3 separate regions of the Sus scrofa genome follow, and all the other regions are linked to region 1. A link is a contact called in public Hi-C and HiChIP or PLAC-seq data. All regions are on one chromosome and are shown on one strand. The core of a region is the stretch at or near the end of the contact, and the rest is flanking DNA. Distances in the headings are between cores, read along the strand shown. Region 1 holds the start of STRAP (serine-threonine kinase receptor-associated protein). Region 2 holds the start of MGST1 (microsomal glutathione S-transferase 1). Region 3 overlaps PTPRO (receptor-type tyrosine-protein phosphatase O).

Region 1 (3,669 bases), core at 628-3,127:
TTAAACTGACTTTGAAGCCCACATATTTGATCATGATACATAATACTCTTAGAACTCAGAATACAAATGAATAAGAATTATACGTACTTTAGGAGTTCCCGTCGTGGCGCAGTGGTTAACGAATCCGACTAGGAACCATGAGTTTGTGGGTTCATTCCCTGCCCTTGCTCAGTGGGTTAACGATCCGGCGTTGCCGTGAGCTGTGGTGTAGGTTGCAGACGCGGCTCGGATCCCGCGTTGCTGTGGCTCTGGCGTAGGCCGGTGGCTACAGCTCCGATTCGACCCCTAGCCTGGGAACCTCCATATGCCGCGGGAGCGGCCCAAGAAATAGCAACAACAACAACAACAACAACAACAACAACAACAACAAAAAAGAATTATACGTACTTTAGAGACAAAAGTTTTCAGTTACCTACGCACAATAAGCAACAAATGGCCATGTATTAACATCTTACTGACTAGTTGTTCTAACGAGTTTTATCTTTTATTTAGATGCCTCCATCATTAACGCTTTACTTTACTTAATAATCACTTGTCCAGCATTCACTAAATGCCATTCACTCTTCTGATACCAGAGTAGAAAGACAACAGTGCCACACAATTGCCACTAAGGAGCTCACAATTTAAATGTCAACAGAGTGTGTGTGTGCATGTGTGTAGGAACTTGGGGTGAGGTTGGCACAGAGAAAACAAAAAAGATAGTGGAAAACATATATAGTAAGTGCTGTACTATAAATTAATGAACAAAATGCTAATGAAATAGAATGGGGAAGCACTTCAAGTCTCCATTCAAGTAATTAGACTTGAACGAAGATACATGTTTACTACAAAAAGATGAGGGAGAGGGAAACATTTGCAGACATTTGTGCTGATTAGATATGTATTGGTATGTGCCAAGACATTATGGCCTGGGATAAAGTAGTGAAAGAGACCACAAAAAAAATCTCTGGTATTTTCTGTTGACATCCTAACAAGCATTAAAGGAAAGAAATAACTTGCCCAGAAAAAGGACCCTTCTTGCTCAGGTCAGTTTTTGCATGAGCAATCAATCCATCAACAGTTCTGCTACACCACGGAGTGATATCCAAAGAGGAGAGCCTGCAGGAAGACAACACCAGTATTTCTATTTACACTGAAGTTTAAGGTTCTTCTAATATTTCTATTCTTCTCTATGCACTAATATGCAAATAACTCACAAATTATTCACTATCGCATATTTGGGGGACGGACGCAAGTTTTATTGATGTGGGTATTCATCAAAAAATTTGAGGACCATTGCTCATGGGTCTCCCAACGTCCTCAAAAGATAAACTAATTTAACTGTTTTTAGAGTCGCATAACCCTCACGTCTGAAACACTAACAATGCAAGGTTACACAGCACAAGGGGTGACTGGGAGAAAGACTTTTCTTAAGGGCCTTACTTGTAGACAATCCCAGAGGAGCTGACTATACAACTGCTAACAAAGATTGGAAAAAAAATTCTTAGACGGTGTTTGCTGGTTTGGGCCACCGCTGGAAACAATTCTGGTTGTTCAGTGTAGACGTCTAGATAGCACAGTCCAAACCACTGGACGGCTCAGTGCGTAAACCACAGATGCGGTCAGATTCGGGGTATGACTGAAGCAGGACCCGCTTCCGCACGCCCCCAACTCGACTCCAAACGGCTCAAAAACAGAAAAGCACCCCAAGCTGCTTAGAGCTCAGCGCTAGGATTTTCACCCAGTGCCTGGAACGCGGCCAAGAGCCCTGCGTAGCCAGCGTGGAGCCAGCATCACGTGCTCAACCTGAGCTGATCTCGCGCCTGCGCATTGCGGTCGCTCTCGCTCCAGTACGCCTCTTCTACCCAGCGAACCCGCCTTCCCTCCTGTTCGTCACTTCCGGCGGAGGGTTAGTGTCGTCACTTCCTGCGAGTACCGGTGTGGACGGTGGGGATCGTGGCTGCCGGTTTTCCTGTTCTCCCCCTCCCCTACTCTCCTCCCTCCCTCCCTTTCCCTCCCTCGGCGGCGGTCGACCGCCAGTCGCACACTCCCTGACCCACCCCTAACCCTTTCCTGGTTTCGGGGCCACCAGATTGGCCTTTTTCTGTTTCCCGGCCCAGCGTCAGGGCGTAGGCCTTGAGTGAGAGGCGCTGCCGCGGAGAAGAGAAAAGACGAGACGACCCTCAGCTCTCCTGCGGGATCGCTCGGCTCGCCGCCGCCATGGCAATGAGGCAAACGCCTCTCACTTGCTCCGGCCACACGCGGCCTGTGGTGGATTTGGCCTTCAGTGGCATCACGCCTTATGGCTATTTCTTAATCAGTGCTTGCAAAGGTGAGCAGGGCCGCTGGGCTCAGATGGTTGGGACTGGGCGGAAAGGGAGTGGGGCCGGCACTTCCCATTGCCGAATGGATTGCGGCTTTTGAGATTAGTGGGCTGGTAGGGCGAGTAGTGTTAAGGATTGCGCAGCTGATGCCAGGAGAAGCTTTGGTAAGTTATGCCCCCAACCAAGGCTTCTCATTTTACCTTTTTTGCTATTTCTGGATAAGCTTTACTGTGCACTTGCCCAGACGCCCCGGCCAACACCGTAAATATCTTTAAAGGATTTGGGGAATGCAGAAACTAGGCCAGGCTAAGTAACACTTTATTTTACAAAGACTTTCCACTTCTACTATTTCATTGGATATTCTTCTGTGGTATGGAATTTTTCATTTCCAATTTTCAAGTGGAAGCTGAGACTATTAAGTTTGTCCAAAATAAGGTTCACGTCTAGATTGTTTTGTTGCAGATGAATAGTCTTTCTGCCGCATTTCAAGTCCTTCCCAGAGAGAATGGCCCAGTTCTTCAGTTAATTTATTTCTGGATGTGCCTTAGTGACCCCAGTGAGTGAACAGTTAGACAACAAAAGCAGTTTTCAAGTTTGTTATTCATCACTGTTTGTTTTAAGTTCGGATCCTAGATTTTAAGTAATTTGAGCTTCTACATCACATGTTTTCTTACATATTTTTTAGATGGCAAACCTATGCTACGCCAGGGAGATACAGGAGACTGGATTGGAACGTTTTTGGGTCATAAGGGTGCTGTTTGGGGTGCAACATTGAATAAGGATGCCACCAAAGCAGCTACAGCAGCTGCAGATTTCACAGCGTAAGTGTAGCCAGAAATGGCCACCTTTACAGTTCTCTGTGAATTGTGTTCTGAAATGATCAATAATAAAAGTTCAGTAAAAGTTATTCATAAAGTTCTCATGCACTGCCTAACGTAGAGAACACATGTTGTTTTGATGTCACCAAAATTCCGCCCATATTTTATCTGCTGCTTTCTCAAAATGTTCAGAGACTTAAATGACTTAGTTCTGTATGTCTGGACTGGGACCCAGGAATCTGCATTATTAACAAGCACTTCAGATAATGAATGTTGATGGTCATGCTGGCAAATACTGCTCCACATGTTCTAGCTGAATAATACCTTATACTCCTTAACTTCTTAGTGCTTGATGCCCCACATTTTTAGCCCAGTTTCACTCTCATTTTTGTTAGACATATTTAAGATTCCCAAACTCAGTTATTTTTCATTTTCTAAGTTTCTAAATCATTCTTGATTTTTCTCTTCCATCTAGATTATCATATTTGTTGATTCTGCCAATAGAATGTTTCCTGACCACATTGTTTCTTGTACCTCTGCCACTACCT
Region 2 (3,669 bases), core at 635-3,134, 450 kb after region 1:
GGCTTATGTAGAAATTGTTCTCAGGCCTGTGATTAATTTGTCTTTATGAGAGCAAACTGATAAGTCTCACTTCCTTTTTTTGGTAGAGTAAGAATTTGCCTATCACATCTTAGATAGCTAGTCCCGGATGCACCCCTTAAAGCCTAAAGGAGGTAATAAAGAAGAGGAAGTAGTCTACACATAGCAGGTGGTAAATGTGTGAGAATGATGACCGCGTGAGAAGTAACAAAGATGGAAACCATAAATCCTTACACATTTTTAGATAAAGTCGTGGAAGCTAGATTCATAAATACTACTGAGGGGACTAGTGTTGCCAGAATTCGGCCTCTGTCTGCAGGTGCTGAATTGAAACGCAGAGACAGAGTTTTGCGTAAAGGAGGAAAAAATATCTTTATTGCTTTGCCAGGTAAAGGAGCGTCACAGCAGGCTAGTGCCTTTAAGACTGTGCGCCCTCCCTCCTTAGAAAGAATTGCAAGGAGTTTTATAGTAAAGGGAGAAAAACAGGTTTTCAGATAGGAATCAGGATTGGGACAAACATGCAGTCTTCTTTCTTTGGGGGGATCTTAGTCATCAAAGCTGAAGTCAGGAGCTGTTCATGATAGTGGTCTCCTGGGTTATTGCTTAGAATGACTGTGCTTGTGCAAAGAGCATATTGATCAGAGATGAGAACAAACTAGGAAAGTTCCTGAAAAACCTCATGTCCTAATAATCTTTAACCCACAGGCAATTATGCTCAGGGTGCCTAATCTTTAGCTTATGGGTGATTGTGTTTCAGGTGCAATTAAGTCAGGGAGAAGGACAAGGAAAAACTCTAAGCTGTTTAATTTTAAAGTATTCATTCCTAAAAGAAGCATAAGGAATATAATTTTTCTCTTACATGTATAAGATGCCTGTATTATTATGTGTACTCCTTGAGAGGGAACCAGGATCCTGCCCCAAGGATGTACTATTGCTGCTTGACTGTACCTCCATTCCCTAATCAGCAACTGTCTGAACCTGTCCCTAGAAACTCAGGGAAGGTCATGATGGCTGAGTGAGGCTCATTTCCTAGGAACAAGAAATGGGGGACACAGAAAGGCTCTTGCTCCCAGGAGCCCTACAGGGCCATGTCAGGTTTCACTAAGAAGCTTGGAAATACCCCTAACCTAGATACTGGTGTTAGAATGACTATGCCTTTCTAAGACACTCCCCTAAATATCCCTGCAAAAAACAAACAAACAAACAAAACAAAACAAAAACTATACTAAACCGATTGTATAATGAACTGACCCAGTTTAATCTCTTCCAGTTCCATTTTGTACCCTGAACAGGACAGGTCAGCATGAGGAAGCAAATTGTCTGGGATCACAGATTTGGAAGACTGTAGGTGATGTTCACCAAACGTTATACTGTGTCAGTGCCAGCCTTTCTGGGAAGACTTGTCCCCTGGCAGGGAAAGTGAAGTTCAAAACATGGTAATTTTAGCAATGATTTCTAATCAGGCTCCCCTTTCCCCACCCTGCTTCTGCCCCCTCCCTGAGATTTAAATATGCTCTAAACCTTTGTTTCCCGCTAAATAAAAGTTGACCTGCTTTTCCCCTCGAAATGTTCCTATACAATCGCTACCGTCCTGGAGCTGCTAACGCGAGGAATTGTCCTCTCATTGACCTACGCTTCCGCCAGCTAAAAAGAAGGGCTCAAACAAGGAAACAGATGGGCAGTAGTTACTCCCACAAGAATCAGGCGACTCATGGGAGGGGCTTGGCGAGGGTGGGAGTCTTGCTTTCTGCACCGGAGAGCAAATTCATAGGAAAATAACCAGAGGGGGCGTGGCGCTGGCGTCCCGCCCCCAAGCCCGAGGGGTGAAAGTCACCCAACGCCCTTGCTACTCGTCTCTGGGACAGCTTTGCGGTCTTCCTCCTGCTCAGATCCACAGTACGTGCGCGGGAGGGGTGTGTAAGCAGAGGGTAAGGGAAGGGTGGCGGCGGCGGGAAGGGGACCTGGGTGGCAGGTGTAGGCTTGAGGGCCTCTGCGGACCTGCTACTTCTTTGTTGCTAAGCGTTTGCTTTTCGGTCCATCACTTTTTAAAAGGGAGTTTCTCATTCCTGTCCCCTTGTAGGTAAGTCGTCAAACTCCAGGAATAAAACTTGAGAGAACGAGTCTTTTCATGTTTAAGTGATGATTTTACTCACTTTTTTTTTTCTCAAACCGAGGTAGCATCCGGTTTGAAAGCCTGCCCCCAACCCCCCAAGCATTGGGGGAATAAATAGTAAGTGCTAGTAACAGTGATAGAGGAAGTGGCTGCAGTTTAAGCAACTTGTGTTTATCCTCAGGGTATAAAATCCTGCCTCAGCTCTAAGTTCCAGGGCAGGCTGGCTTTTGTACCTCCTGAAGAATAGGACTTGCTCTTCTTGGTTCAAAACCACAGGCAAGAGAAACATCGGGAAGTTAAATTAGTAATAATAATAATAGTGCAGGAGGACATGAATTAGACCCTGTTAGATGAATTAGACATTGTTAGAGTCAGCTGACTGGAAAGCAAAGGATAAAACTCCCCGGGAGGGTTCTTAGTCCCCACCCCGCAGTGTGGAGGGGGAGAGCCATGTGGAAGGAGTAAAGGAGAAAGAAACCTCCCTTGAGAATTAAGGCCTCAGTTATTACTGCTATTGCTGGACTGGGATGGTGGGAACAAGGGTACATGCAGATCCTCCATCTCCCTGCATCCTTTGAAATTGTCCCAAGGCCTCTTGGTAATCTGGGCACCACTTTTTTCCCCTCCTCTTTTTCCTTCTGCCTGTTTTCTCTCCAAGAAAGTGCCAAGTGGGCTGAAATCAAACATGTTGAACGGCTCTGGAAACTTCTCCAGGCCCCCTAGCTAACAGCCTTTCAGCCAGTCTAGCCTGGTGTTCTCAGAGCCCTAGTCTGCTGTGAATACCAAACTAGACCCACCCTTTGCATTCCCTGGGTGTTGAGTTTTTCTGATTTTTTCTGCTGTTTCCAAAATAAGAGGCCTCTGTGTGCTGACCATCTCTGGTCATCTTTAGAAATGGCAAATCAGTCCAAATTTGAGTCTTACTCTCTGTGGCAGACAAGTACAGTTTTTCTGTTTGTTTCTGAGTGCTGTTTCTCAGTTGCTGAGACTAGAAATGGAGGTCAGCACCGTCACCTGAGCACAGCCTCACCCCATCTCTCCCCAGACCAAGCAGCATTTTCCTCCCAGCACCTGGGCTCTGAAGCCATGTCTGCAGTCACCTCCATCTGTTCAGTAAATTCTAGAGCTCACACACAGCAACAAGACCACTGACTTATTTTTTCTTCTTTATCTCGTGGGTAGTGTTCTTTTGCTTTAAGAGGGAAGAAAATTGCAGAGTCATGACCGTGAGAGTGCGTGCTCACATTTTCTGTGTTTTGCAGTGTTGATGTGGAAAGGCCACTACAGACAAGGGAACTTTGCTCTCTTTGGCCAAGAGCCTGTAAAGAGAAGAGGAATATTTCTTAATTAATAGAATCTATTACTCAATGGTGAAGGATACTATAGGGATGGGGTGGGATTCCAGAGGATGAGGTGACAAGACAGGAAAGGGATTTAGAAGAAAGAGGCTCCTAGAAGGCCAGGTCAATCTAGAACTCTTAGCCTTGATGGTAGATAGCCCACAAGTAAAACACTTGAGAAAACTGGGTTCCAGTCTG
Region 3 (3,669 bases), core at 388-2,887, 290 kb before region 1:
TTTATTAAGAAATAGAGACCCTGGGGGCCGGAAGGGCAGATGTGGCCAAGGCAGTGTAGACCCATACCTCTTTAAGGGGGTAGCAGTGATAGGACTGTGACATTAGGAGACATACCAACCACAACTGCATCCTTAAAAATCAGTTCAGTGGGAAATATTGCCAGTTTAGTCTTTTTTCTCAAGGATGCTACCCGTAAGTTGTTTTTTTTTAAATCATCCATTTCTTTCTAACAGTGTAGGAGCACTAAGTGATGTGCTGTGGGGATCTCTTTTGCAGTGCTGGAGTTGGAAGGACAGGAACCTTCATCGCCCTGGACAGGCTCCTGCAGCACATCCGGGACCATGAGTTTGTCGACATCCTAGGGCTGGTGTCAGATATGCGGTCATACCGGATGTCTATGGTACAGACAGAGGTAGGGATGCAATCATAGCATATTTTTAAATTTGCCCTTGACTGAAAATTTTCCTGTTATACAATCTCGTGTTTCAAAACTATTGTCTTGAATTTTGTGTTTGTTTCCGCCATTCCTGGTTTCTTATTGTGCATGTTCAAACTGTTCCAAGGTATAAAAGAAACAGCCACTTTTACTGGCTTCACGCACCCTTCAGTAGTCCAGAGCACATGGCTGTATCTATAATGGAATAAAAGCCCTTTGAACAGACTGAGAGTTCAGCAAAGGTAGCAGCCAATCTAGCTAATGCCACCAACTGGAGACTTTGGAACTGATGTGATTTAATTCTTTTTAAAGTACTAGATTTGATTCAATGAGTTTGTCATTAGTTTGTCCTTCATGTGATGCTCTATCCAAGTTCACTTTTGATGATAATATGGATTGAACTTATGCTTTCTGTCCCCCTTGTGATTTTTTTTTGTTTTTCTGCTGTACAGCAGACCCAGTTGTGTGTGTGTGTGTGTGTGTGTGTGTGTGTGTGTATTGCTTTTTAGGGCCACACCTGCAGCATATGAAGTTCCCAGGCTAGGGGTCGAATCGAAGTTTCAGCTGCTGGGCTGCACCACAGCCACAGCAACTCGGGATCCGACCCACATCTGTGAACTACACCACAGCTCACAGCAATGCTGGATCCTTAACCCACTGAGCGAGGCCAGGGATTGAACCCTCCTCCTCATGGATACTAGTCGGGCTCGCTACCACTAAGTCACAATGGGAACTCATATATATTCTTTTTTTCACACTCTCTTCCATCACGGTCTATCGCAAGAGATTGAATATAGTTTCTGTGATGTAGAGCAGGATCTCATTGACTATACATTCTAAATTGAGTAGTTTGCATCTACTAACCCAAACTCCCAGATCATCCCACTCCCTCCCCTCTTCCCCTTGGCAACCACAAGTCTGTTCTCTGTGTCCGTTCCGTGAGTCTGTTTCTGTTTATGGATGGTTTCATTTGTCCCCCCCCCCTTATGATTTTACGGATTTCCAGCCCCTAATCTACCAGCACAGTCTGTTCCCTTGATCTAAATGAATGGATTCATCATTGCAACAACATGGAGGCATTCCCAGAAATATCCATCAGTGTTACAGGCTCCTCTTCCTCCTATTCTCCCAAGCGCTCTCTTCCTTTGAAGCCTTAAAATGCACTCAGGCTGGAGCGGCAGCCCCAGGCCGGTGCCTGCAGACAGTATTACACAAGCACCAGAGCAGCAGTGGGTGTGTACCAGTGTGGGCCGCAAACATAAGCACAGTAGTTTCTTCGTAATCTTAGTCACCCAGCCGTATACTCACAACTTCTTAGCTTCAAGCGAACAATAATCCTTTTTCTCAAGGAGTGTGTGTGGGAGGAACACTCGTGGAATAGAACACAGCCTGTCCTGACCTTTGACTAAATTCCCAAGGAATTGAAAACTGCCTTAATCTTCCCCACGCCTTTCCTACAAATCACCACTAGATGTCAGTATAACTCAAAAGCCTGCAGGTCCAGGCTCCTGTCTCAGTGTTTCTGGTTTCCCCTTTCCCACCCTTTTTTCTTTTCTCTCTTGTTTCCCCATCCTATCTGATGACCAAGGCTTGGCACAGCCATTCCAATGTGTTTATTTCTGAACTACAGCAAGATTGTGGCACTTTGGAAAGACTAGCTCATTTAACATTCAGATGGCTCACGGATGTTTCGGAAGCAAGGCATCTATTAGTGTCTTGAGCCCACTCGCATCCAAGTCCTGCTGCCTTCTAATTTACTGCTGTGGGGACGTGAACATTACCTTGTTGTCACAAGCTTAAAATGTCCTGGGCTTCCCAGAGAAGCCCAACTACCTAGTGATTAAATGGTGCTTTATGAATCCATCCATATTTTTGGCTTTCACTTCCGTAAATCTATATCCTACTATGCTAGTGACACTCCTTATTATGTATGTTAATCCCCAAGCTTCAAAGAGCCACTCCTTATTTTAAGTATTTGGGATTTGATGAAATGTCTGCCCCCATTGACTTAATTTATACCTTTTATAACTTTATAGACTTTGATTATAGCCTTTTTTGCTTTCAACTTTCCAACTACAGAATCTTAATCCCTTTTTAAAAACTACCTTCACATGGCAGACCCTCCAACCAATTTCCAGCACCATGATCCTTCTGCAGGTATGGCAATCATACGAGACTAGGGCAGCCACCATGCACCTTGTTGCATAGCTGAGAAAAAGTTGTTTTCTCCTCTAACTTTCTTTCCTGAAATTTTGATGACCTCTTTGTTTATGGCAGCATTTTAGGTTGACATCTCCAGGGAAATAGCCTTTTTTAAGTATGCTATCCCTTCCCTGAACTCTCGTGGGAAAATTCAAAGTCAGCAGAAGATGCACAGGTCACCACAGGTTACTGATTTTTCCCAAACATTCCAGCTTCACTCTAGAGTTCCCTCGGGATTTTTGCAGTGATCCTCTCCAGTTTATTTACTTATGTCAGTTTTATTAGTTTTATCTAGAACATCTTGTCCATTGACTTACCTCTGTTTTTCCTCACTCCTCTGCTCTTCGTGGTTCAACTTGGATTTTGAATGTTAGGATGTTCCTAACATCTTCCTTGAGCCCAGTTCATGCCCCAGTCCTGCTGCCTCCTAGGTTACTGATGGTAATGAGTAAAAAGCAGAGTAAAAAATTATTTTCTTCAGCTTCATGACCCCAGAGCACTCCTTTGACACTAATGATTTTCAAGAGGCCAGAATGATTCTCCAGCTGATTTCTGAGCCAGTGTATATATATAGGAACCATAGTGTGTGGTGTATGAGTGACCTCCCATGCTGGTTTCTAATTTTCCTATGTCCTCTTGACTGCCTGTCACCTTGATTCTACCACCCCCACCCCCCCACTCTACAACCAACAGAGGCCATTGACTCATTTGACCCTGTCTTCAGATGCACATTTCAGGTCCCTGCAGCACGCTACATGGACTGTGTTTTAACAAGCCCTCTTCCCCTTTCTCTGTGGATAGGCATGCTGTGTAGACTCCTGCATGAGAGTAGCAAGGGGTAGTCAGAGAATAGGGTCATCAGGCCAGACCCTGCAAGAGGCCAGGGGCCCAGGCGATCACTGTACAATGTGCTTCACCTCCCAGAGCTCCCACTCCTCATTCAAAATGTGTCAAAGACAACATTCATGCATTATTTGTTGTAAAGTATACATTAGGTAAATCCCTATCATCAAAATAAATGCTTTGAAAC

What was found. Hi-C and Micro-C count contacts between places; a contact is called where the count stands out from the background. HiChIP or PLAC-seq counts read pairs in DNA pulled down with a chosen protein or histone mark.
Region 2: a contact with region 1 is called in a Hi-C map of liver, with 5 times the contacts expected there. The contact joins the promoter of MGST1 here to the promoter of STRAP in region 1. A contact is called at or near these places in 2 of 47 Hi-C or Micro-C datasets (heart right ventricle and liver) and 1 of 2 datasets of contacts at active chromatin or transcription factors (alveolar macrophages).
Region 3: a contact with region 1 is called in an H3K27ac HiChIP or PLAC-seq map of skeletal muscle, with 5 times the contacts expected there. The contact joins the enhancer-like site here to the promoter of STRAP in region 1. A contact is called at or near these places in 4 of 5 promoter capture datasets (fetal liver, fetal skeletal muscle, liver and 1 more), 26 of 47 Hi-C or Micro-C datasets (adipocytes, adipose tissue, alveolar macrophages and 16 more) and 2 of 2 datasets of contacts at active chromatin or transcription factors (alveolar macrophages and skeletal muscle).

What each region holds. Positions count from the first base shown.
Region 1 is chr5:56,735,097-56,738,765 of Sscrofa11.1, reverse strand. It overlaps STRAP (serine-threonine kinase receptor-associated protein), which reads left to right and starts at 1,877. Exons shown (of 10, transcript XM_003355564.4): 1 at 1,877-2,311; 2 at 2,989-3,124. The coding sequence starts at 2,200.
Region 2 is chr5:56,281,971-56,285,639 of Sscrofa11.1, reverse strand. It overlaps MGST1 (microsomal glutathione S-transferase 1), which reads left to right and starts at 1,884. Exons shown (of 4, transcript NM_214300.1): 1 at 1,884-1,914.
Region 3 is chr5:57,025,874-57,029,542 of Sscrofa11.1, reverse strand. It overlaps PTPRO (receptor-type tyrosine-protein phosphatase O), which reads left to right. Exons shown (of 28, transcript XM_003126453.4): 26 at 278-413. Among named protein-coding and RNA genes, the nearest start is that of EPS8, 210 kb to the right of the region's middle. Within about 2 kb of position 1,637, at least 21 of the 83 cell types and tissues checked have an H3K27ac peak or open chromatin away from gene starts, as enhancers often do. A contact at or near this core is called in adipose tissue, alveolar macrophages, mesenteric adipose tissue and 2 more, where this site is marked.